6 separate regions of the Mus musculus genome follow, and all the other regions are linked to region 6. The links are chromatin contacts, called in public promoter capture Hi-C maps. All regions are on one chromosome and are shown on one strand. Each heading gives the region's core, a stretch centred on a gene start, on an enhancer-like site or on the middle of the called end of the contact. The rest is flanking DNA. Distances are from core to core; before and after follow the strand shown.

What was found. Promoter capture Hi-C pulls out the DNA fragments that hold promoters and counts their contacts. Capture Hi-C pulls out chosen DNA fragments and counts their contacts.
Region 1: a promoter capture Hi-C map of adipose tissue shows a contact between it and region 6, with 3 times the contacts expected there. The contact joins the promoter of Eid2b here to the promoter of Zfp790 in region 6. A contact is called at or near these places in 1 of 39 promoter capture datasets (hippocampal neurons) and 2 of 9 other capture datasets (adipose tissue and liver).
Region 2: a promoter capture Hi-C map of pre-B cells shows a contact between it and region 6, with 2.3 times the contacts expected there. The contact joins the promoter of Sirt2 here to the promoter of Zfp790 in region 6. A contact is called at or near these places in 4 of 39 promoter capture datasets (cranial neural crest, liver and pre-B cells).
Region 3: a promoter capture Hi-C map of liver shows a contact between it and region 6, with 2.1 times the contacts expected there. The contact joins the promoter of Gmfg here to the promoter of Zfp790 in region 6. A contact is called at or near these places in 2 of 39 promoter capture datasets (liver and pre-B cells) and 1 of 115 datasets of contacts at active chromatin or transcription factors (bone marrow-derived macrophages).
Region 4: a contact with region 6 is called in a promoter capture Hi-C map of liver, with 2.4 times the contacts expected there. The contact joins the promoter of Hnrnpl here to the promoter of Zfp790 in region 6. A contact is called at or near these places in 2 of 39 promoter capture datasets (liver and pre-B cells).
Region 5: a contact with region 6 is called in a promoter capture Hi-C map of liver, with 3 times the contacts expected there. The contact joins the promoter of Dll3 here to the promoter of Zfp790 in region 6. A contact is called at or near these places in 2 of 39 promoter capture datasets (liver and neutrophils), 1 of 115 datasets of contacts at active chromatin or transcription factors (astrocytes) and 1 of 9 other capture datasets (liver).

What each region holds. Positions count from the first base shown.
Region 1 is chr7:28,275,381-28,279,271 of GRCm38.p6, reverse strand. It overlaps Eid2b (EP300 interacting inhibitor of differentiation 2B), which reads right to left and starts at 1,566. Exons shown (of 1, transcript NM_001177427.1): 1 at 1-1,566. The coding sequence starts at 1,491. The coding sequence ends at 1,036.
Region 2 is chr7:28,765,462-28,768,833 of GRCm38.p6, reverse strand. Sirt2 (sirtuin 2) reads right to left here and starts at 2,082. Exons shown (of 16, transcript NM_022432.4): 1 at 1,967-2,082; 2 at 1,156-1,202. The coding sequence starts at 1,982. Nfkbib (nuclear factor of kappa light polypeptide gene enhancer in B cells inhibitor, beta) reads left to right here and starts at 2,190. Exons shown (of 6, transcript NM_001306222.1): 1 at 2,190-2,590. The coding sequence starts at 2,412.
Region 3 is chr7:28,439,525-28,443,156 of GRCm38.p6, reverse strand. It overlaps Gmfg (glia maturation factor, gamma), which reads right to left and starts at 2,220. Exons shown (of 7, transcript NM_001039192.2): 1 at 2,116-2,220; 2 at 1,627-1,723; 3 at 1,439-1,488. The coding sequence starts at 2,118.
Region 4 is chr7:28,809,205-28,813,084 of GRCm38.p6, reverse strand. It overlaps Hnrnpl (heterogeneous nuclear ribonucleoprotein L), which reads right to left and starts at 2,195. Exons shown (of 13, transcript NM_177301.5): 1 at 1,917-2,195. The coding sequence starts at 2,174.
Region 5 is chr7:28,300,470-28,303,824 of GRCm38.p6, reverse strand. Dll3 (delta like canonical Notch ligand 3) reads left to right here and starts at 2,040. Exons shown (of 9, transcript NM_007866.2): 1 at 2,040-2,141; 2 at 2,260-2,541. The coding sequence starts at 2,079.
Region 6 is chr7:29,813,909-29,817,737 of GRCm38.p6, reverse strand. Zfp790 (zinc finger protein 790) reads right to left here and starts at 1,666. Exons shown (of 5, transcript NM_146185.2): 1 at 1,449-1,666.

The DNA.
Region 1 (3,891 bases), core at 317-2,816, 1.5 Mb after region 6:
GTCCAGGGATCAAATTCAGTAATAAGGCTTAGCAGCAGACACCTTTAACCACTGAGCCAAAACCCTACCCTACCTTGATTCAGAAGGAATGGGAGCAGGGCAAGAAGGCTTGGGGTCCATCCTCAGCACCCAAGATTGGGGGATAACTAGACTGGTACCAGTTCATATATGCCTTATAAAATCTGTTTGAAAAACCCTACAGAAAACACAAATCTGTATGGATACCTATTTTCAATTTGGCAGATAAGTTTAACTTCCCATAGTATCTTTTGCAGAATTTGAGTCTTGTGTCTGTATTATTTAAATAATCACTCATCTATTTCCGCATGGTTACAACTACACAAGGTCTGGAAAAATATTCATCTCACAACACATACATGGTTTTCCCTATCTGAATATTTACAACTCGTCTACAGAACATCAAACACAAGAAGTAACGATACATGGATCTTGTCAGCTGACGATGGGACGACCCTCAATTCTGAAATGTCCAAGTGGTTTACAGCTTTCTTCTTACTCAGTAAAACCCGGGAGGAACAGAATCTAGCAAGCACATCCCCTGGTTTCTTCCCGCATCTCCGCTGATTTCTATGGTCTTTTTCATTGATATTTCTTAGACTTCATCTTTGCAAAACCATCGTCCTTCGCAGTGAAGCAACCATGATTTTCAACAAATGCAGGGGAGGGAAAGATTGCTGACAGTCACAAGGTGGAAGTCAGAAGAGTCCTCTTTGCTTGTCAGCCTCAAGCCTCAAGTGCCCTTCTCTCTCCCGGCCTGCTTCATTCCACCCTGCCCACGGCTGGATTCTGGCATGGATTCCCCACCTCATGACATTTGCCCAGACATCTGCCTTTGCCCTTGATTCTAGGAGTCACCTGACTTCCTGGCCACCAATCTTTTATTTTTATTTTTTATTTTTAAAAGACAGTCTCCTGTAGCCCAGGCTGGCCTCCAACTCGCTACATGGCGGAGGATGACCTTGAAGTCCGGTCCTCCGGCCTCCTTCCTCGGAGGTTATAGGTGAAGGCCACCCCTCAGTCGGCGTTGGGGCCGCGGGCGTCGGAGGCCGTGAGCGCCAGCATGAAGGCGCGGGCGTGCGAGTCCATCTGCGGGGGGTTGGCGTCGAAGGCCGCCTCCCTGGCCCTGCAGCCCTCCACGAACAGCCGGCGGCGCTCCTCGATTTCGTGGAGCAGCCTGGTGGGGATCAGGGGGTTGGTGTGCAGATAGTGTTGGAACATCCGCTGCTCGTACAGCTCTAGGAGGAGGAGCGGCGCGTGGACGTGCGGGATCGCCATCAGGCCCGCCACGCCGGGGAACTGCCCGGGAGCCAGGCCCGGGGCCGGCGCCATGGGCTGGGAGGCTGTGGCCAGCGGGTCTTCCTGGGCTTCGGGGACCGGACTGCCTCCGCCCAGTCCCACCTGCAGGACGTCGCCGACGCCGTTCATGGGGCTCAGGTCCGGGATCCTGCTCTCTCCGGGAAGCTCGGACATTGCCACCGTTGAATCCTCAGAAGCACCGGCTCCGGCGGCAGCGTGAAGATGTGCGCATGCGCGGGCCTCGGCGCCCTGGAAAACAAAAGTGCTTGCGCAAGGACGGGTGCCCGGACCTCTATCGCCCTCTAGGGGTGCCATGTGCCATTACCGCCACGGCCGCCTCAAGTTCTGAACCAGCAGGGGCGGCATCACATACTTTAATTTATTATTATTATTATTATTATTATTATTATTATTATTATTATTATTATTATTATTTTATTGCCTTGTTTGAGGCAGCGTCCATGTACATTTGGCTGGCCTGGAACTCATATATACACTCAGATCTGCCTGCTTCTGCCTCCAGAAAACTGGAATTAGCGGTGGTGGCGGCGCACGCCTTTAATACCAGCACTCCGGAGGCAGAAGCAGGTGGATCTCTGGAGCCAGATCCAGGACAGAGAAACCCCGTCTCAACAAACAAACAAACACATATATGGATGTTTTGTTACATATCTGTATATGTAAGCCATATGTGTGTCTGGATCCTAAGAAAATCTGAAGACGGTATCGGTAACTAGAGTTCCAGGGTGTTTGTGAACTGGGCTAGAGATAGCTCAGTGGCTGAGAACTTGCCTAGGGTGTAAGGTCTTGGGTTTGACCCCTATCTGAGAGACAGAGAAGAGAGAGAGGGGAGGGGGAAGGAAAGGTGGGGAGGGAGGAAGCAAGGTAGTTTTGAGCTACCACACAGGTTTTGGGAACTGAACCTGGGTTGTCTGAAAGAAAAAGTGCTTTTAATCTCCGGACTGTTTTTTAGTGTGTCTGTGTAAGTCGGAACCGTGCAGCTGTGGAGGTCAAGGTCAACGTCGTGGCCTTCTCTCCTTCCAACCTTATTGAACTCAAGGTGCTAGTCAGTTGTGCTCTACTCTGGCTTCTGTGTCACATTTAGCTTTGAGTGCGCACACGAGTTCGAGCCACGGCAGGTGTATGGAGATCAGAAGATAACTTTTAGGAGTCAGTTCCATCCTACCATGTGGACCCAAACTCAGGTTGTCAGGTTTGGCAAGTGAATGCCTCTACCTAGTGATCCATCTTGCTGGCATATTTTCTTCATTTTTGCTCGTTACGGTTGGTGTAGCCGTTTCTCTCGGCACTTCCATGCCTCTTTCCCCCACGCAGTGGCAGCACTTCCCTTACTTGAGTGTAATACACTGTTGAATCTCCTAGGGTGGCCACTGCCTGTCGATAATCTCAGAAAACAAGAGGGCTACCCGTGGTGGAGCACAGCTGCAATCCCAGTCTTTGGGAGGTAGAGGCAGGAAGATGAGATTATGTTCGTCCTGGGCTACTTGGCAAGTTCTAGGCCAGCCTGGGCTAATGTGAAAAGTGTGCTAAGAGTCTGAAATGCAGCTGTATCTCCGCCACGTAATCAACTCTGCACCTGCCTTCTCGTGCCTTTGAGGAACCCAGAGGCCACATGTCTCCAACCTGTCAATGCTGTCCCCAACACTCGCATCTGGAGCTCAAGCCTGTAACCCCAGCTACCTAGGTGTCCAATGCCGAAAAAGTTCAAGGGTAGCCTGGGCTACAGACTTCAAGGACAGTCTGGGCAACTAAGACCATGACTCAAAGTAAAAATAAGCCTAGGGTTAGAGGACCAGCGAGATGCTCAGCAGGTAATGCTGAGGATGTCTTCAGTTGCATCCCCTGGACCCACAGAGTGGGAGGAAGGCCAACTCCTGCAAGCTGTCTTCTGGCACTATGTATATACTGTGGGAGATGCACTCGTACTGCCTGGGAGTGTAGCTCAGTGGTGCTGCTCTGGGCTCAATCAGCACTTGAGGCTGAGGCAGGAGGAGCTCTGTGAGTTCAAGGTCACCCTGGTCTACATAGAGTTCTAATCCATCTAGGGCTACACACAGTGAGACCCTGTCATACACACAAAAAAGCTTGTTAGTAAAATTGAAAAGAATATAAAGACCATGCTGTGTTAGTCTCAACATGATCCCATAATTCGTCATGGTGCATCTGACATAACCTAGGATGGCATCTGTAGATTCTCGGTTTTGAAACAGGGTCTTGCTACAGAGCACAAGTTGTCCTCCAAGTTAGCACCTTCCTGCTGCTCCCTGCTGCTCCCTGCTGCTGCTGCTCCCTGCTGCTGCTGCTGCTCCCTGCTGCTCCCTGCTGCTGCTGCTGCTCCCTGCTGCTCCCTGCTGCTGCTGGGATTACAAGTTGTACCATGTCTGTTATGTTCATAACCTGAGGAGGCCTTTGACAAAATTCAACAAGCTTTCTTTTTAAAAATGTGTTATTTTTATTTATAGGTGTGTGCTTATGTACTTTTGTGTGAATGTGTATGTACACGTGTGTGGGTGTCTAACTCAGGGTTTCTATTCCTGCACAAAGCATCATGAC
Region 2 (3,372 bases), core at 833-3,332, 1.0 Mb after region 6:
TGAAGTAGTAACAAAATAATTTTATGGTTGGAGGGACACCACACCGTTGGAGCTACATTAAAAGGTTGCAGCATTAGGAAGATTGAGAACCACTCCTCGAGTATATGAGGACAACCTGGCCTCTGGGGGAACCGGAGGCCTTGGCACGTGTCTTCAAACATCTTTGAGATGGCTCATCTACACTCCACTGAAGCTGCAGCATCTTTCGGAGCCCATTTCCCCATAAGTTTCAAGCCCTTTCCTTTCTACCCAAAGAACACAGGGGTTAACAGTTTTCACCAAGTAAGCTGCTCATCTGTAACACAGCCATGAGAGGCCTTCCCTTCACTGGGATGCTGCAAAGATTAAATGAAGTCATGTACATTAAAATTCAGGCAGAGTATCAATAAATGACCACGCCAGCAACCCAACTACTGAAACATCTACTATCCCTTCGTGCTCTCAGGCCTGTACCCTGCATGGAACACCACCTCCGATCTCATTTAAGAAAATCCCTTATCACTTCACTTATACGACACTGTGACTATATCTTGGTCTTGTTCCTAGATCAGCTTGTGGGTTCCACCAGGGGAGAGTTTGGCTAGAATCTTCTATAATCTCTGACCCACAGAGTTTGCCCGGTACTCCAGGGGTATGCTCTCTCCCTTCCTCCCTCCTTTTTTGAGACTGGGTCTCACCATATGGCCCAAGCTGCCTCTCCTTTCTCCATCCTCCTACCTCACTTCCCCCCTCCCCTGCCCCCCCCCATGTGCTGGCATTACAGGGGGCTGGCACCACACCCAGCTTCGATACTTTTATAACGTGCCCTATAGGGTCCTTTCCCCCACCTCATAGGATCTGAGTTTGCGGATTGAACTGGAAAACCGTCTCTTTCAGGTCCAGCACAAATGAGGTTCAGAAGGGGCTGAGGATGGGATGGGCAACAGTAGGAAACGAGGACGATATGGAAGGGAACCAGGGGTTGAGGCTATACATTTTCCTTGACAGTCCCAAGAAGCCACCATTCTCCCAGGAGATTGTACTAATCCCCAGATGGGCTTGGGGATCAGGGCCATAAGCCAAGGGCCCTTGGGTAAAAGCCTTCCCTTGCCACCTCCCCCCAGTGCGGCACGTGGAACCAAGTCTCTCCTTCCCTCCACCCCTTCCCCATCTCACCTGAGCCTCCTGCACCTTCCCTGCCTGGGTCTCCAGAGGGTCAGAGGCTGGGGAGGAGGGGAGCAGACGTGGTTACAGTGCGGGGAAAGAGTTAAGCAGAAGGGCTCACAATGGTGGAGGACAAGAGGACCCACCAACCTAATTATTTCAGAGTCAGGGATGGTAGTAAAACTATCGGAGATGGGAAAAGGCATATTTTAGAGTGGAGGTATGTGTGACGTGAAAAGGCTGAGGAGGGGAATCTTTAGGAGGAGAAAGCAGGCGAGACTGGACTGAAGGAAGGTTTCAGAGTTAAGCAGGATATGGTAGCATGTGCGAGTCGAGAGAATGAGGGAGGGCTAAGTTTTTCAAGAGACGTAAGTAGGGATACTTCTGCTGAGAGTTGAGTGTGGGAGAGGAGATGCAGTGAAGGTAGGAGGTTTAGGAGAGGCACAAGAACTGAAGGAATGAGATAGTAAGGGGCCACAGGGGTCCCCGGAACCCATCCTACAGTTGCCCTTAACAACAGACAACCTTAGCAACCGGGATAGTGGTAACTTTGGTCCTTAGCAACGAGGGTCCTCAGCAGCCAAAGTACGAGAAATGCGATCATTAAGAACTTGACAATCGGACCCTTACATTTCACAATCCAGAAACCAACCAACCTAGTAATACGGACCACTTAGCAACACCCCTCCGAATCCCACTCCCTTCAGGTAGATCCTGTCTCCCGCCCCACCGAGCCTACCCTCGGGCCCCGGGGCCTGCAGCCCAAAGCCAGGCCCCGGCGCGGCCCGACCCTCCCACCCTCCCAACAGGGCCCCTAACTCACGGTCCGGCTCGGCCATGGGAACGGGGTGGGGGCCCTCGGGACTGTCACCGACTGCTCTGTCCCGTGACGGCAGCGGAAACAAGAAGAGGCCGAGATAGGATAGAGAACTACAACTCCCGGCAGGCAATGCGATCCCCATAACCGCTTTCGTACAATGTGCCTCTCATGTTATCAAACTACAAATCCCAAAAAGCCTGGCGCCGGCGGCCATATTGATAAAGGGCGTCTGGAAAATGTGGGGAAACTCAGCGAGCGAATGTCCACCTCATTTTTCTGATTGGCTGTGGTGCAGTACAGGGGCGGGGTGTAGCTATTTAAAACATTTTGATTGGGTATATGAGGGGGCGTGTTGGGGAATTCCCGATAGGGCGGAAGCACTGGAGCTCATCGCAGAGCCCAGCGACAGGCAGGCGACCACAGGGGGCCACCCGAGGTGGCTGGGGCCATGGCCGGGGTCGCGTGCTTGGGGAAAACTGCGGATGCCGATGAATGGTGCGACAGCGGCCTGGGCTCTCTAGGTCCCGACGCAGCGGCTCCCGGAGGACCAGGTCTGGGCGCAGAGCTTGGCCCAGAGCTGTCGTGGGCGCCCTTAGTCTTTGGCTACGTCACTGAGGATGGGGACACGTGAGTAAACCTTAAATTACTAGACTGAGCCCTGGGATCTTACCTGAGTCCCCTTTAGCCTACGATTCCTGTGACTTCGTATCGTCTCGTTCCTAACTCTTGATTTCCGATGCTGGACTTCCTGGCCCTTAACCCCCAAACACTAAATTGTGAGACTGGTACGCTTTCACACAGTCAAGTGTCTCACCTTTTTTGAACTCTATAAATTTGAGCTCCTGATCCCCAAATCGGATCTGAACCTTTCCGACCACTCTAGTTCCCACATCTTCTTACCTCTTACTTCCAGATGTAGTCTTTGGTCTTTGGCTATTCTTGTATAAGCCAGATTTTGATTTCAAAACTAGTTCTTGGCCCTGAGTCTCTGAAGCTGACACGTCCAGTATTGACCCTGCAGTTAAGAAATTGAGCTGGTGGGTGTCATGGCTCTCACAGCACTTGGAAGGCAAAGGCAGGTGGATCTCTGTGAATTTGAGGCCACCTGATTGAGTTCCCTGCCAGCCAGAGCTACATAAGATGTAGAAACTCTATTCTATGAGGCTAGATTCATCTGTTAGCCAAATGCTTCTCCCAAACTACCACCTTCCAATCCCTGGTTTTAGTTTAGCTGAGTGTGATGGTACACACTTGTCATTCTGGCACTCGAGGGGCTGAGGCAGGAGGATCACTAGTCCGAGGACAGCCTGGAAGGACCCAGTATCAAAAAGGAGGGAAGAGGAAAAGGAGGAGAGGGTGACTGAAAAAAGGTTAAAGAGTAGGAAATGTTGATTAGTAGATAAGCTGGG
Region 3 (3,632 bases), core at 971-3,470, 1.4 Mb after region 6:
ACTTAAAAACATGCAGAGACATTTTGCTAAGAAGAAGTGCATGTGGACTCATTGAGATTTCTCAGAACCCTTATGGGAAGGTCTTATTATGCCCACTTTGACAGCTACAGAAACTGAGGTCCGGCAGTGTCAAGGGACTTGCCCCACATTGCACAAGATAGTAAATGCCAGAGTTCCGATTTGAATCTGCATTCCCATGGTAACCGCTTTAGTATACTTCCTTTTAGGGGGCCTAAGGGAGCTTAGCTCTTCCTGGTCAATACCCTTCTCTGCCAAACAGACTTAGCTCCAGCAGGAAGGAAGGAAGGCTGTTGCAGACGGCAAAGCCACAGTGGGAGGTTTATCCAGTTATATAGGGTTGCTAGTGGCTTTGGGCTACCTTATCTAAAATGAAAACTTTTTTTTTTTTTTTTAAGCTCTAGGACCTGGCTCTACAGGCAAGAGCTCTGTACAGTTGTCCTCCCAACCTTTTCTTTTTATTTAACTCCTGTGCTGGCTAGTTTGTGTCAACTTGACACAAGCTATAGTCATTCAAGGGGAGAGAACCGCTATTGAGAAATTGCCTCCATTAGATCAGATTTAGGTCAAGTCTATAGGGCACTTTTTTTTTTTTTTTTTTTTTTTTTTTGGTTTTTTTGAGACAGGGTTTCTCTGTATAGCCCTGGCTGTCCTGGAACTCACTCTGTAGACCAGGCTGGCCTCGAACTCAGAAATCCGCCTGCCTCTGCCTCCCGAGTGCTGGGATTAAAGGCATGCGCCACCACGCCCGGCTTATAGGGCACTTTCTTTAGTGATATAGGAACATAGCTCCATTGTGGGTATACCACTCCTGGGCTGGTGGCCCCGGGTACTATAAGAAAATAGTTTGACCACGCCACGAGAGGCCTGTGAGCAGCACTCTTCCATGGCCTCTGCATCAGCTCCTGCCTCCAGGTGCCAGTCACGTTTGAGTTCCTGCCCTGACTTTCCTCAGTGGATTGTGATTCAGGCTATGTAAGCCAAATAAACCCTTCTCTTCCTAACTTGCTTTTGGTCGTAGTGGTTCATCACAGCAATAGTGACCCTAACTGAAGCACCTGGCTTTTTTTTGCCCTCGAACTCACTCTGTAGACCAGGCTGGCCTCAAGCACACAGAGAAATCTGCCTGCTTCTATCTCTTGCATTGGGGTATTAAAAGTCAGTGCCACCACACCCAGCCTTATTTGGCTTTTTGATACAGGGTCTTGTGTAGTCCAGGCTAGCCTCCAACTTAACACTGTAGCCAAGAATGACCTTGAATCCTGGTCCCTCTCTCTGCACCCTTAGAGTGCCAGCATTAGAAAAGCATGTGTCACGGTGCCCTGTTTATGAGGTAGCTGATCCAACCCTGGCGCACCCTCCCAACTTTGTCCCCAGACATCTTCCTGTATTTGGAATGTCCAGAATCCCAGCCCCTCACCTGGAGTTCATCCTCCAGCACCACCATCTGCCGGTCTTTGTCCACTTTCACTGGGGAGGGATAGAACACAGATTACAGACCCCTCGCCATTCCAGGGGACACCAGCCCAGACTTCCCTGCCTTGCTGTTCCCCCCCCCCCGACAGCCCCCCCCCCCGTGCCACCCTTGAGAGGGCAGAGGTCACTGACTTATGATGGCGGCATTGTTGGTCTCTTTTCGGAAACGAAATTTCCTCAATGTTTCCTTTAGCTCCGGGTCCACTTCACACACCACCAGGGAGTCCGACTGCCAATGGGACAGGGAAGAGCTGAGCCGGCTTAGCTTCTAACCTGGCCCCTTTCCTGACCCAAGTATCTTCGTAAGTCAATGAAGACGCTGAAACTAGCCTAGATGAGTGGCCTTTGGCAAACACCTGGATAGGGAGGCAGTTACTAAGACACACAGTTCAGCTCCGAGGGACACACAGGGGCCAGGTACCACCTTCCTGGAGGATTCCCTTGGATTACTCCAAAAGACCTAAGCATCTGCTTGCCTGAGGCCTCTACCTCTACGACCAAGCTTTGTCAAGACTGGGTCCCTTCCCTTCCTGCCTGTGACCTTCATCCCCCATCTGACCTCCATCCAGGTCACCCTGAACTCGGCCCCCTCACCCTTCCTTGTCACCCAGGCCCTCTGACCATGTTTTTCTGTCCTTAGGCCTCTTCTCAGTTCCTCTGTCTTCTAGGGGTGGGGACCCCAGGCTGAGAGGGATGGGCTATGAAAGGGGGAAGCTTTCCTCTAACACCACATCCTGTTTATGCCTAGCCTAGGACAACTGTCACAAAGGGCTCCTCCCCTTCCTTCCTTCCCTGCATCTGTCAGAACCTGTGAGGCTTTTCAGTCACTAAGATGGGGGTTCGAATACTGCCTCACTGTGGCCCTAGTTAAATTTGCAACTCTGGTCTGGGATTGCTGTGAAGAGAAAAAAACTTCACCTATCTCCCAGATAGAGATGCCTAAAAAGAGGAAATAAGTCTGGTACTGTGGAAAACACGTTTATTCTTTATTTTCTTGTTTTTTCAAGACAGGGTCTCTCTGTATAGGTCCTCTCTTATAGACCAGGCTGGCGTTGAACTCAAAGATCAGCCCGTCTCTGTCTCCCAAGTGCTGGGATTAAAGTTTGCTGTCACCCACTGCTAAATTCAACCATTCTACTAACTCCATTCTCCCAGGTCCCACTGCCTCTAGAGCAGTGACAGGCTACATAGAGAAACCCTGTCTCAAAAATTAATAAATGCTACCATGAAAATGGTGGCCTATTGTTGGAGTGATGTTTTTGTATACTGTGTCAAGATGTGTCTCTGTCCTTCCTTGCCTACCTCAGGTGTCCTCTGATAGGTTAAAATAAAAAGCCTATGGCCTATAGCAAAAGGCAGAAGAGCAAGGTGGGACTTCTGGACAGAGAAAGCAACTCTGGAAAAGAATCAATCGTGGTAGACATGGAGGAAATGGACTGTATGAAACCGAGGAGAGGTAACAAGTCACATAGCAGAACTTAGATTAGTATAAATGGAATAATTGAGTTACAAGCTATTTGGGAACACGCCTAGCTTAAGGCCAAAGCTATTAAATAAATATAATGGTCTCTGTGTTATTTGGGAGCAAGGGTAGGCATAGAAAAGGCCCAAACAGTTACAGCTTATTATATGTATATATATATGTGTGTGTAATACATGTGTGTGTAATAAGTATGTATATGTAATAAGTATATATATGTAATATGTATGTTTATATATACATCTATATACTATTATATATGTGTATATAATATAATTATAAATATATAACTAAATATATTTAATTAAATCTATACAATTCAAATATAATTTTTTTTTAATTTTTAAATTTTTAAAATTTATTTTATTTATGTGAGTATACTGTAGCTGTCTTCAAACACACCAGAAGAGGGCATCAGATCTTATTATAGGTGGCTGTGAGCCACCATGTGGTTGCTGGGAATTGAACTCAGGACCTCTGAAAGAGCAGTCAGTGCTCTTAACTGCTGAGCCATCTCTCCAGCCCCCAATTTAAATATAATTGCAATGTTTATTAATTATATAACATAATACATAATATACATTGATAGATATAGATATCTTCCAGCAGTCAGGATTGCCAAGTCTGAGGCCAACCTAGGTGACAACAGTGAACTCCA
Region 4 (3,880 bases), core at 946-3,445, 1.0 Mb after region 6:
AACAGGAAGAGTGACTTAGAAAGGGACCACACCCACAAGAAGAGCTCCAACAGCTGCCTGCTAGTCTTAACACACTCTACAATGGGTAGTGTGGCACACTCCTTTAATCCCAGAGCACTTGGGAGGCAGAAGCAGACAGATTTCTTAGTTCAAAGCCAGCCTGGTCTACAGAGTTCCAGGACAGCCAGGGCTACACAGAGAAACCCTGTCTTGAAAAACAACAACAAAAACCACACTCTGCATGTGTTCTAGCTTCTTTGTGTTTTCTCTGGCTGGGCAAGCTTTGGTCACTTGATTAAGAAGACTGTGACCACAAGTCACCTTCAGGTCTGGTCTGGGCAAAAGACCAAGTGCTTAGGGACACAAGGCTTCCAGGACAATACGCCCTGCCTGTCTTATACTGTCTAGGCCAAGGTCTTCCACCCCGAACTGCTATCCCAACCTGTAACATTTTCCACAGCTCCTCCACTCACACAATCACACACAGGCAGTTTCTAGAGCTCTGGAGAGAACGTCCTCCTCCATCTCTCTAGACTGTGGCCCATGCCCCGAACACTACTGGGCAGAAACCTATGCATATTAGTGGGTTCTTAGTGAACCACACAAGGCACACCCTTCCCAGCCATTTCCAGTTGAGGTTTGCCTTCCACAACCTTGAGTTCTAATCTTACTTCTGTTTGTCACTGGTGAGACTCAACCTAATTTACCCAGTGTCTTTCCTGCTTTGTAAAGGGAGTCCATAAAAGTCCCCATCTCAGAGGACCAACACCGAATGTGAGGTACCTCTCACCTTAAATGATTAGGGTGGGGGTAAGGCTCACCACACAGCCCATGAGATGTTCGGAGAACAACCTTTTGGAGTCTGTTCTCTCCTTCCACCTCATGGGCTCCCGTTGTCTAGCTTGGCAGTTAACTTACCAGACTCAACTAAAATGTCTTCCAAATCCTTGAGAAACCTAACACTGTAACAACAGGGAGAAGCTGATAAATGCATGAGCAGCAGCCTCATCAAGAGGGCACTGTTTGTTTGGCTTTTTGATAAGTCTCACAGCCTTGTCTGTCCTGGAATTAACTATGCATAAGAGGCTGGCCTCAAACCAAAGAGATTAAAGGCCTGTGACTCCGTGCCCACCGGAAGGACTTTAATAATAAACTTTTAAAAGGAATGCAAACTGCATCCTAACCCAGACACCATAATTGTGACCTTCAGAAGACTAAATAGGCTGAAAGACTCTATGCATAGCCACAGGACCATAATACAGTTTAGTTTATAAATGCCCCAATCCTGGAGCCCTAAGCAAATCGAGTGATAATTTCTAAGCTTGGCTCAATTCCCAAAGTTAAATCTGCCTTTCACAAATCGTCTTCCGTTTTTCAATGCACACAGTAAAAGAAGTTAAACAGTTTAATCTGGGCATTATAATTTTATAATTTCATCAAGTGAACTTCTATATGGAAACGACCATGATTAAAACTGCGACGGGGCGACTCGGTCAGGCCACCGCCCACCCGCTTCCCGCTCGCTGGCTGTGGTTGTAGAAACGCGCTTGCGCATAGGGACACGGAAAGAAGAGGAAAAAAAAAAAGATAAAGAAGTGAGGAGAAAAAAAAAAAACGGCCCGACCGCGTGCCTAGGCCCCCCACATGCCGGCCCGCGGCGCCTGCGCAGTGCGGTGCCTGCAGAGCCAGCCGCTTCCTCCGCCCCCTCAAGCCCCGCTTCGGATTGTGCGCACGCGCAAGCGCCTGTCCTCGCGCAAACCCCGCCGTTTGCCCAACGCCTGCCCCTCCCCCACCCACCAAAAAAGCGCGAGGGCTGCAGCGCCTGCGCAGAGATTTTTCCCCCCTGTGAAAAATAAATAGCTTTTTAAAGTACGAAATTTCCCCTTCCTTCCGGGAGTCTAAAGCCCCAGCCTCACCCCGCCGCCGCCGCCCGCCGCCCCGGAGCCTCCGCCGCCGCCGCCTCCGTGCTGGTCGCCGGCGTTTTCAGTCTTCAGCCGTTTAGGGGCTCGGCCTCCCTCGTTGCCGCCGCCGTAATAGCGACCACCGCCACCTCCGCCGCCCGCAGCCGCCATCTTCACCATCGCTCCCGCCCGCCTCAGCTGCTCGTCCGGCTGCTGCCTCTGCTCGAGCCGCCGACGCCGCTTCTCCGCCCGGGGCAGCAGCCTCCGCGACATGGCGGCGCAGAACCCGCCTCCCCCCGCCTCTCATTGGGGGAGGGACACGCCCGTCACTCGCCGCCCCCACCCGATAGGGGGAGCCACTGGCCCTATCTTGGGGGGAGGGGAAGTTTCCTCACGGTTCATTTCTATTGGATAGGACGCATGCCGTTCTATTGGAAAGACCGCCTCTGTTCGCCAATCGCACTCCTTATAGGTGAACGCTTCTTGCCAGTCATTCCGCCAGGCCCCACCTCCTTAAAATAAACTCTGATTTAATAGGCCAGATTTTTGGGATCGCTCCGCCTTCCCACAAACAGTAAATGGAAGTGGGCCTCCGAAGCTCCGCCTCCTTCCCGCTCTCATTGGTTTCCTAGCTAATCGGTCACTCTGAAATCCTTGCGTTTCCCAGTCACAACGACCATCTTCCCGCGCCACTCCGCTGGGATACAAGAAAGGCCTTCCCTTCTGTGTTCCTACAATTGTTCCCCCAGGTGCCCGTCTCGTACGTCAACACTCGATTGGTCAATGAAGAGTGGAAAGAATGCCCTATTGCCAGATGGTATAGGACGACTGATAGCTTCTGATTGGTGAAAAAGGAGAGCCCGTAGGCTCTCTGTGGCGCAATCTAGGAACCGGTCCCGAGAGAGCGCATGCGCTCCTGTACTTTTGGGGGGGGGGGGGGGCTTCAATAGAAGAGGTGACTTTAAGGGATACAACTACTCGAGTACCCGAACGGTCTTTCGCGCGTCTGTTGTTTGCAAGCTCCGGAAGTCTAGAGCAAGACAACAATTTGCAGCAGCTATAACCCATTAGAACGTTTACTTCACCTCTACCCTATCCTAAGCTGGAGGTTATTATTTTTAAAAGAACCTTCAAATCTGAGCACTTCTCACTAATAAAACACTCATTGATTGCCATGTGACTTTGGACCCTGGCAGGCACCGTCATTTCACTCTAAATTCAGTCATGGTGGTAGATCTTTATAGTTCAACTCGGTTCGCACTTGGCAACTGAGCACCCTGCGTCCTCCAGAGTGCTCTGTGGCTTAGACTCGCTACTTGGAGACTGCTCTGAAGCGATTGTCTCCTCCCAGGGTCCTGCGAAGCCCGAGAGCTGCAACGCCGACAAGTGCCCGCCGGGGAGCAAGCAGACAGGGAACGTACTGACGGAGGATCCGGATCCCGACCACAGACCCGTCCAGAGGCTTTATGGGGAAACTAGGGAGTCAAGAAGACTCTGGGATGTAGCTCAGCAATGGAACGCTTGCCTAGCACAGACAAGGCGCGTATCTACCCCCACCCCCACCACACGCACGCGCGCGCGCGCACACACACACACACACACACACACACGTCTTGAGACGGTGTAAGACTCACAGGCCGCTTCAAAACGTGCTGTGACACCTTTCCACCAGGTCATTCCCAAAGCGGATATCCGCTTGGTACTAAGTTTGAAATGTGAGTAAAGGCTCAGAGAACAGAACCCCGGGTGTTGGGATAAGTTTTAAGCATGGCGTAGTGGTTGCAAGCCTGTAATGCAGCGCTCTGGAGGCAGGATTGCCTTGAGTTCAGGGCTACCCTGGGATACAAAGGGATTCTCCTAATTAAAAAAGTTTGGAAGCGGTGGAGGCTGGTGAGGATATAAATGGATCTCCAGCCATTTCACTGGACACAGACACTCCAAAGAAGGCCCTCCCAACATGGGGTACGCCGCCAAGGCGT
Region 5 (3,355 bases), core at 791-3,290, 1.5 Mb after region 6:
CACTCCCACTGGAGGAGAGAATTGAACATAGGTGCAGGAGCCCTGAGACAGTGCTCATATGATGAGGCGGGAAGCATTTAACCCCAAATGCCCTGTTCTCCAGGGCTCTCTGTGTGGAGTCGTTTGTGTGTATAGTCATGTCCCCTCCTCACACCCCAAGACAGTAGTGAACAAGGCTGCTAGGAAGCAGTGTCCTACTGTTCCCTCAGGGGAGATGTAAGGCAGGCAGTTGTGGGGGGATAGAGATAAAAAATGGGGGCAGAGAAAAGGGGAACACATAAGACTATAATTCTAGCTATTCGGGAAACAGGCAGGCAGGAGTGTGGAGGGTTTTGGGCTGGCCACTCTGTCTCAGACTAGGCAAGGGCTGGGGTGGTAGCTCAGCCGGAGTGCTAACCTAACAGGCATAAGGAGTGTTCACAGGAAAGAGAACTGAGGAGAGAAGCAGTGGTTTGGGGCCTTAGAGGTGTTTGTTTGTTTTATATTTTTATATGTCTGGGGGCAGAGTAGGCATGGGCATCCGGTAAGAGAAGAGTGGTGGGGGTAGTTCCTGGCCATGTGGATCCACGGGTGAAAACAGGCTTGGCAGAAAGTGCCCTGCCTAAGTCATCTCACCAGCTGGAAGATGCTGTTTTAGACCGGATGGAATGATCTGGAGCGCCTCTTTGGAAGGTGTGTGCCAGCAGAGTCTACAGTGAGAGGAAAAGCTCCTGGGATGGCTGGTCGGGCAGGCATGATCGTCCCAGGGCCTCAGCCTTTGCTGTTCACAATGTGTTTGCTCCAGGATCCTCCTCACACCCCAGGCCTTAGCAGGGGCTCTGTTTCTGTGCGTAACAAAGTCCTAAACAGCTAAGACTTTCAGAAATCCCTTAAAGTCTGCTTTATTTGTGATTCAGAGCTCTGGAAATACCACCTTGCCTCGTGGTGAAGCAAAACCAGGTGTGGTAGGGTTTTGTGGTATTTTCCTGTATTGGTTTTGAGAAAGGCTTTATGTCGTCTAGGCTGGCTTCTTTCTCTTGTTTGTCCTGCTTCTGCACTGCTGGGATTACAGGTCTGCCATGCCCACCCACGCCTCTTTTTCGACTAAACATTTAGTGGGACTATAGCCGTCTCCCCTCTACAAGACAAATGTGGATATAGGAGCAACTTATATTTTCCCTAAAATTACTAGCTCTGAGTATTAACTTAGTATTTACTGGGGGTGGGGAGTGGGTTTCCTCTGTTTCTGCAGCCTTGCTCACCGTCTGACTTCAGCACACTAGCCTGGGCACCTGCACCTAAATTGTTTTACTTGCCTGGATCCTGCGAAATCCCACCTCCTCGCCCCCCGGGGTGGGATGAGCAGCTCCATTCATCTGGGGTGGAGAGTGGGGCCCTGGTGCCCGAAGACTGAAGACTAATTTCCTGTCCGTTTGCCTCTCACACCTTCCTGAGCCCAAATGGGAGGCCCAGCTGCGGCCCAAGGGGGAGGGGCACGGCCGCCCGGCAGATGGCGACATTTACATACAGCTGGGAGGCCCCTCCAAGACCAGGATCCTAGCCTGGCGTCTGGTGGCGATACTGGCTTCGCGGAGGGGGGGCTTTGTTTTAAGAAGGGGAAACACACATGCATACACACGAGAGGTCTTCCACAAACACACAGGGGTCCACACAAAGAACTCAGGATTCTTCCTCACCGCCTCCTCTGTGGGGCTCCGAAACACAACCTCACACACAGCCGGCTGGAGACGCATTCACTGCACTCATGGGTTCATAGGGTCCTCCACAGCGGACAGGAGCTCACATAAGTACATACATGATAGAGAGGAATGCACCTGTATTTCCGTTCTCCCACTTCAGTACGCACAGTATCTTAGAAATTAACCCCTGCCGCTTTCAGATTGGCGCATGCAATCACACTCAGGATGAACCTCACCAAGTCGCCCACATAGAGTTACTGTATCCCTTTCCCTGGGACCCCTCTCGGCCGGTAGCTAAAAGACTGGCCTGAAGGGGCGGAGCGTCCCCTCAAATATAAGACTCCGGCATCCAGCAGCTGCGACTCCTGAGACTATTTCCCCATCCTGTCCCCCAAAGCAATGGTCTCTCTGCAGGTGTCTCCGCTTTCCCAGACGCTGATCCTGGCTTTTCTTCTTCCTCAGGTCAGATACAGAAAGGAAAGGAACAGATGGGGTTGGGCCGAGACCTGGAGGTCTTAGAGACTTTCATGGGGCACACAGATACCTAGGTCCCTTAACCTTGTGGCCCTCTCTGTCCCAGGCACTGCCAGCTGGTGTCTTCGAGCTACAAATTCATTCTTTCGGGCCAGGCCCAGGCCTCGGGACCCCACGCTCCCCCTGCAACGCCCGAGGCCCTTGCCGCCTCTTCTTCAGGGTCTGCCTGAAGCCCGGAGTCTCCCAGGAGGCCACCGAGTCCCTGTGCGCCCTGGGCGCAGCACTGAGCACGAGCGTCCCGGTCTATACGGAGCACCCCGGAGAGTCAGCGGCTGCCCTGCCGCTGCCTGATGGCCTCGTACGTGTGCCCTTCCGCGATGCTTGGCCGGTGAGTCCAACCTCCACCTCTTTCTGTCCCCCCCCAGCTCCCGACACCATCCCGTGCCCCAGAGCCTTTACTACCCCCTCCTCTCCGAAACCCACATTCCCAGACCCCCTCCGCTATTCTCTTCAGGGATGTCTTAAAACTGGGCTTCTCATCTTTTTGTGGTTGTGTGTGTGTGTGTGTGTGTGTGTGTGTGTGTGTGTGTGTGTGTGTGTGTTATACTCACGAATACGCTTTACAGCGATATGTGGACAATTTCAGTTCTGCCCTTTATTTACCATGTGGGACCCAGGGGGTTGGACTAAGGTTTTCAGTAAGTGTTTTTTACCCAGTGAATCCTCTTCTCATCCTGTTTTGTTGTTATTGTTTGTATTTTGTTTTGTATTTTTAGAGACAAGCCTGGCTGTCTCTGAGTTCACTATGTAGCTAAATCTGGTCGTGAGTTCCTGATCCTCCTGTCTTCACTCACTCCCATCTCCCAAGTGCTGGAGTTATGGGGTGCAATAGCAAGTCGAGTTGGGGTCTTTGTCTTTATTCTAGATCTCTTCTTTGGACCTGGGGCTCCTCTCAAGCACTTTCTTGAGGTCACCTAATCTCTCATGTTTCCAGCCTTAGTTCTTTTGGTTGGGACATCAGGTCACTTACTGAATCCTGGTCCCCATCCCTGTACCCTGCACATCTCAAAAAGAATCAGGGCCCGTATTTGAAATGTAGACATTGTTGGGAACTTTTTCCATATTTTATTTCCTCACCTGTAGATGGGAACACCTTAGTATGTCCTTTTGGACAGGGTCTTGCTAGATACCCCAAACTAACC
Region 6 (3,829 bases), core at 417-2,916:
TACAGCCTATCTCAAAAACAAAAACTACCACTTGACAACTGTGCTTGGTCTTTAATGATGCTACCATATGTGTGTGTGTGTGTGTGTGTATATACACACATATAGATACATATATATGTATACATATATGTGTACATATATACATGCATGCCAGGCATGGTGGCCCACAACTGAAATATCAGCATTGGCAGATGAATCTTTGAGTTCACTATGAGTATGTATTTAAATAGTAAGTCCTAGGCTAGTCAGGGCTACATAGAGAGGCCCTGTCTCAAAAACAGAAAGGGAATGGGGCAGGCTTATGGTACTGAGGTTTCTATTTAATTCAGATAAAGAAATGAGATGACATTTACCTTCTAAATCTGGCTGATCTGGACACACACCGTTGCGGCTGTGTCCACTGACTCTGGATGCTATGGACACACACCGCTGTGGCCGTGTCCACTGACTCTGGCTGATATAGACACACACCGCTGCGGCTGTGTCCACTGACTCTGGCTGATCTGGACACAAACCGCTGTGGCTGTGTCCACTGACTCTGGCTGATATGGACACACACCGCTGCGGCTGTGTCCACTGACTCTGGCTGATATGGACACACACCGCTGCGGCTGTGTCCACTGACTCTGGCTGATATGAACACACACCGCTGTGGCTGTGTCCACTGACTCTGGCTGATATGGACACACACCTCTATGGCTGTGTCCCACTGGCTCTTAAGTACTGTGTGCAGCTTGTTTTAATCATGGTGATGCTGCTCTCTGTAATAAACTTCCGTTTATCACCTTCTGGAGCAGGGCATGGTAGTTCACACCTGTTATCCCAGACCTTGAAAGTCAGGAGGACGGCCTCTGAAGGGTGACCAGGGCTAAACAGCAAGATCCTGTCTAAACAACAAACCAACAGAAACCACTTGACAAGAGGATCTGGAGTTCAGGTCAACCTTGGTTATAAAGAGAATTGCAAGCCAGCCTCAAAATCAAACCTTACCTGTGTCTCCTCAGGAACTCTCTAGAGAAGGGACGATGTCTGCTTGGGGTACCCTGAGCGTTAATAACGCCCCCCCCCAAAAAAAAACCACCCCGACTGACAAAACACTGTGTTAAAAATAAAAAGTCGGCTATATTGCCTGTAGATTGCCTACGCCGCACAATTAACTTACAGAAAAATAACAATGCTAATTAGTTATTATCAGCTATACATTTTCCCTCCCACAGACACTCCAGAAGACCGCACTTACTAATCGTAATTTGAAAAGAAAATGAGATTTAGGAAGCTTCCGCTATCTCTATAATCTCAGCCACTCCTGTACAGGGATCCATCCAGTCGAGACCCAATCCCCAAGAACCATTCGATCCGCATACAATGTCTCCTCCCCACAACAGCTCGCTCCACTCACAAAGCGCCACAGCTCGAGCCCAACTCTTGCTCACGCTCATTTTCCTTACCTCGCAGTTTCTCTGCCGTCCAACTCCTCCCAGATCCAGCCGCGCATGCAATCTAACCTCCCTATGCTTTCTCTCACACACGCTCAGGGCTGTCATTGCGTACTCTTGCACCTACAGGACGAGGCTTCCTCTTGGTCAGACTGCCAATGCTGGGTTGGTCTTAGCGCTGGGGTCCTACATTCCGGTCTGTGGCCCCAACTTCCAGCAGGAAGTCGAATTCGGAACAGCCTCCTTAGACAGATTTCCGCCTGGGGATTGGATGACTCAGCCTACTCGAGCCATGCGCCTCCGGTCACCAGCACGGCCTTGAACTACATTTCCCAGAATACCTCGGTTCCCTGGAAACTCGCAGTGCTGAGATAGTGCTGGGTCGAGGAGCCTGATCTAGGTCTATGAAGTCTTTCACCGCTGGGATTTCCTCACGATTCCGACGAATAGCCGAACACTTTGTATCTGTTGTTCAGGCCACAGCTTTCAGCCCCTGACATTTCCAGGCGTTGTATTTCCCTCTCCTGGGAGCCTTTTTTAAGGAGTGGGCAGGGTACTCCTGACAGGTTTGGGGAGAACTTTAGGGATAATGAGACGCCTTTGGTGCCAAGGGTTTGGATGCACCATCCTGTGCAGTGCAATGAAGCTGACTCCGGGAGATCCGGAGCTGTGTAGAATTGTTATCATGTGTCTGGGTGGTAGTCTAGGGGATATGGAGGCAGAGAGGATTCCTTGATTGGTGAGTATGATCGCATCCATTGTGTGTGTGGCTGGAGTCTGTGTGACCGTTTTGTGCCATGCTTTTTTTTTTTTTTTACCAGTGTGAGGTCCCTCGAGTGTGAGGTCCCTGGGCTTTTGTGTTTGTGAGCATTTGCCTAACTTTGGGAGCGTGTGAGGTGACCGACTGAGGTGTGACTGCTTCCCAGTGGACCTTTTCTAATTTCGGTAGAGGTAAGGTGAGGGTGGGGGCAACAGTGACTGTGATTGGCTCTCCCTGTTAAGGCTTCCGTGTGGGGTGGATTGTATTTTCGTTTGAGGCACCCATAGCTTTTGTGTCCCCGTGGTGTGGGATTAATTGGAGAGTCACTATAGGTGAGGCAACTTTGTACCTTTGTGACTCCAGCCAAGGGGACTTGTGTCACATCCTGGGGGTAGACTCTGTCCTTATCTACAGTCACCCTACTTTTGTCTGGTGTTTCCATTGCATAGGAAGCCCCTAGGCTTCTCTGATTTCTTGATAGGTGCTATGGCTGTTGGGCCAAAATGATCTCTGAAATGGTTGAATATGCATCTACAAGAGCCTAGTGTGTGTCACACTTTTTTTTTTTTTTAATTCCCGAGTTCTGTCCTGTAGCTTATGATTTCCTGACATCCCTTTACTTTTGTCAAGATGTGGCTTGTTTTCCTCCTGTTGAAAATTCTGGCCCATCCTGTGACTGCATTCCTGTAGTGTACCCTGAAGTGGAAGTTTAAGGAAATGTCAGGTGATGCAGACCCATGTGATATTTGGAGAGAGTATAAATAGGAGTCAACCCACAGTGACTAGTGTATAGCTAGCTTTGCATTGCTTTGCTGGTTTCAAGTCTTTGCTGATCTTTGCTTCATTGTACCGTATTAACTGCTCTTAAGTCCTTTATCATCCTCCATTTACCTGATTTCTTTTCTTTCACAACACAAAGGACAATTCCATGGGCTGGTAGACTCTTCTACATGTTGAGCCTCCAGCTGCTCTTATACCAGTTGTCCAAGCGCCTGCAATTTGTTGTTGTTGTTGTTATTGTTGTGGGCCATCTGCCATACTAGTCTGTTTAATAACCATTTTAGAGGCAAGGTTGTTGGTGCATCAGCAGTGTCCACTTTTATAAGTTTGGAAATTCAGTTGCTATGATGTCCTGTTTTGGATCATGGGCACAGCTTTTGACTTTTTTGATCACCTGTATTAATACCTTCCCCAGGAACATCTCCCATATCACACCTGGCTTCCTCATATGCTGTCCCTAGAACTGCAGAAATATTTATTTTAGTACCCCACTGTTGTAAAAGATCCCTTCCCCATAAGTTTATGAGTAGATCAGCCACATAAGGTCTCAACTTACCTGTTTGCCCTTCTGGTCTCACACAGGTAATCCATTGGACACTTTGTCTTATTCGTGATAACTTACCGATTCCTATAAATTGTGTGTAAACCTTCTGAAGTGGCCAATCTGGATTCCAAAACTTTTGGGAAAGTATATGTCTTAGTTAACATTTTATTGCTATGAACAAACCCTATGACCAAGGCAACTCTTATAAGGACAACTTTTAATTGAGGCTGGCTTACAGGTTCAGAGGTTCAGTCCATTATGATCAAGGTGGGAACATGGCAGTATCCAGGCAGGCATGGTGCAGGAGGA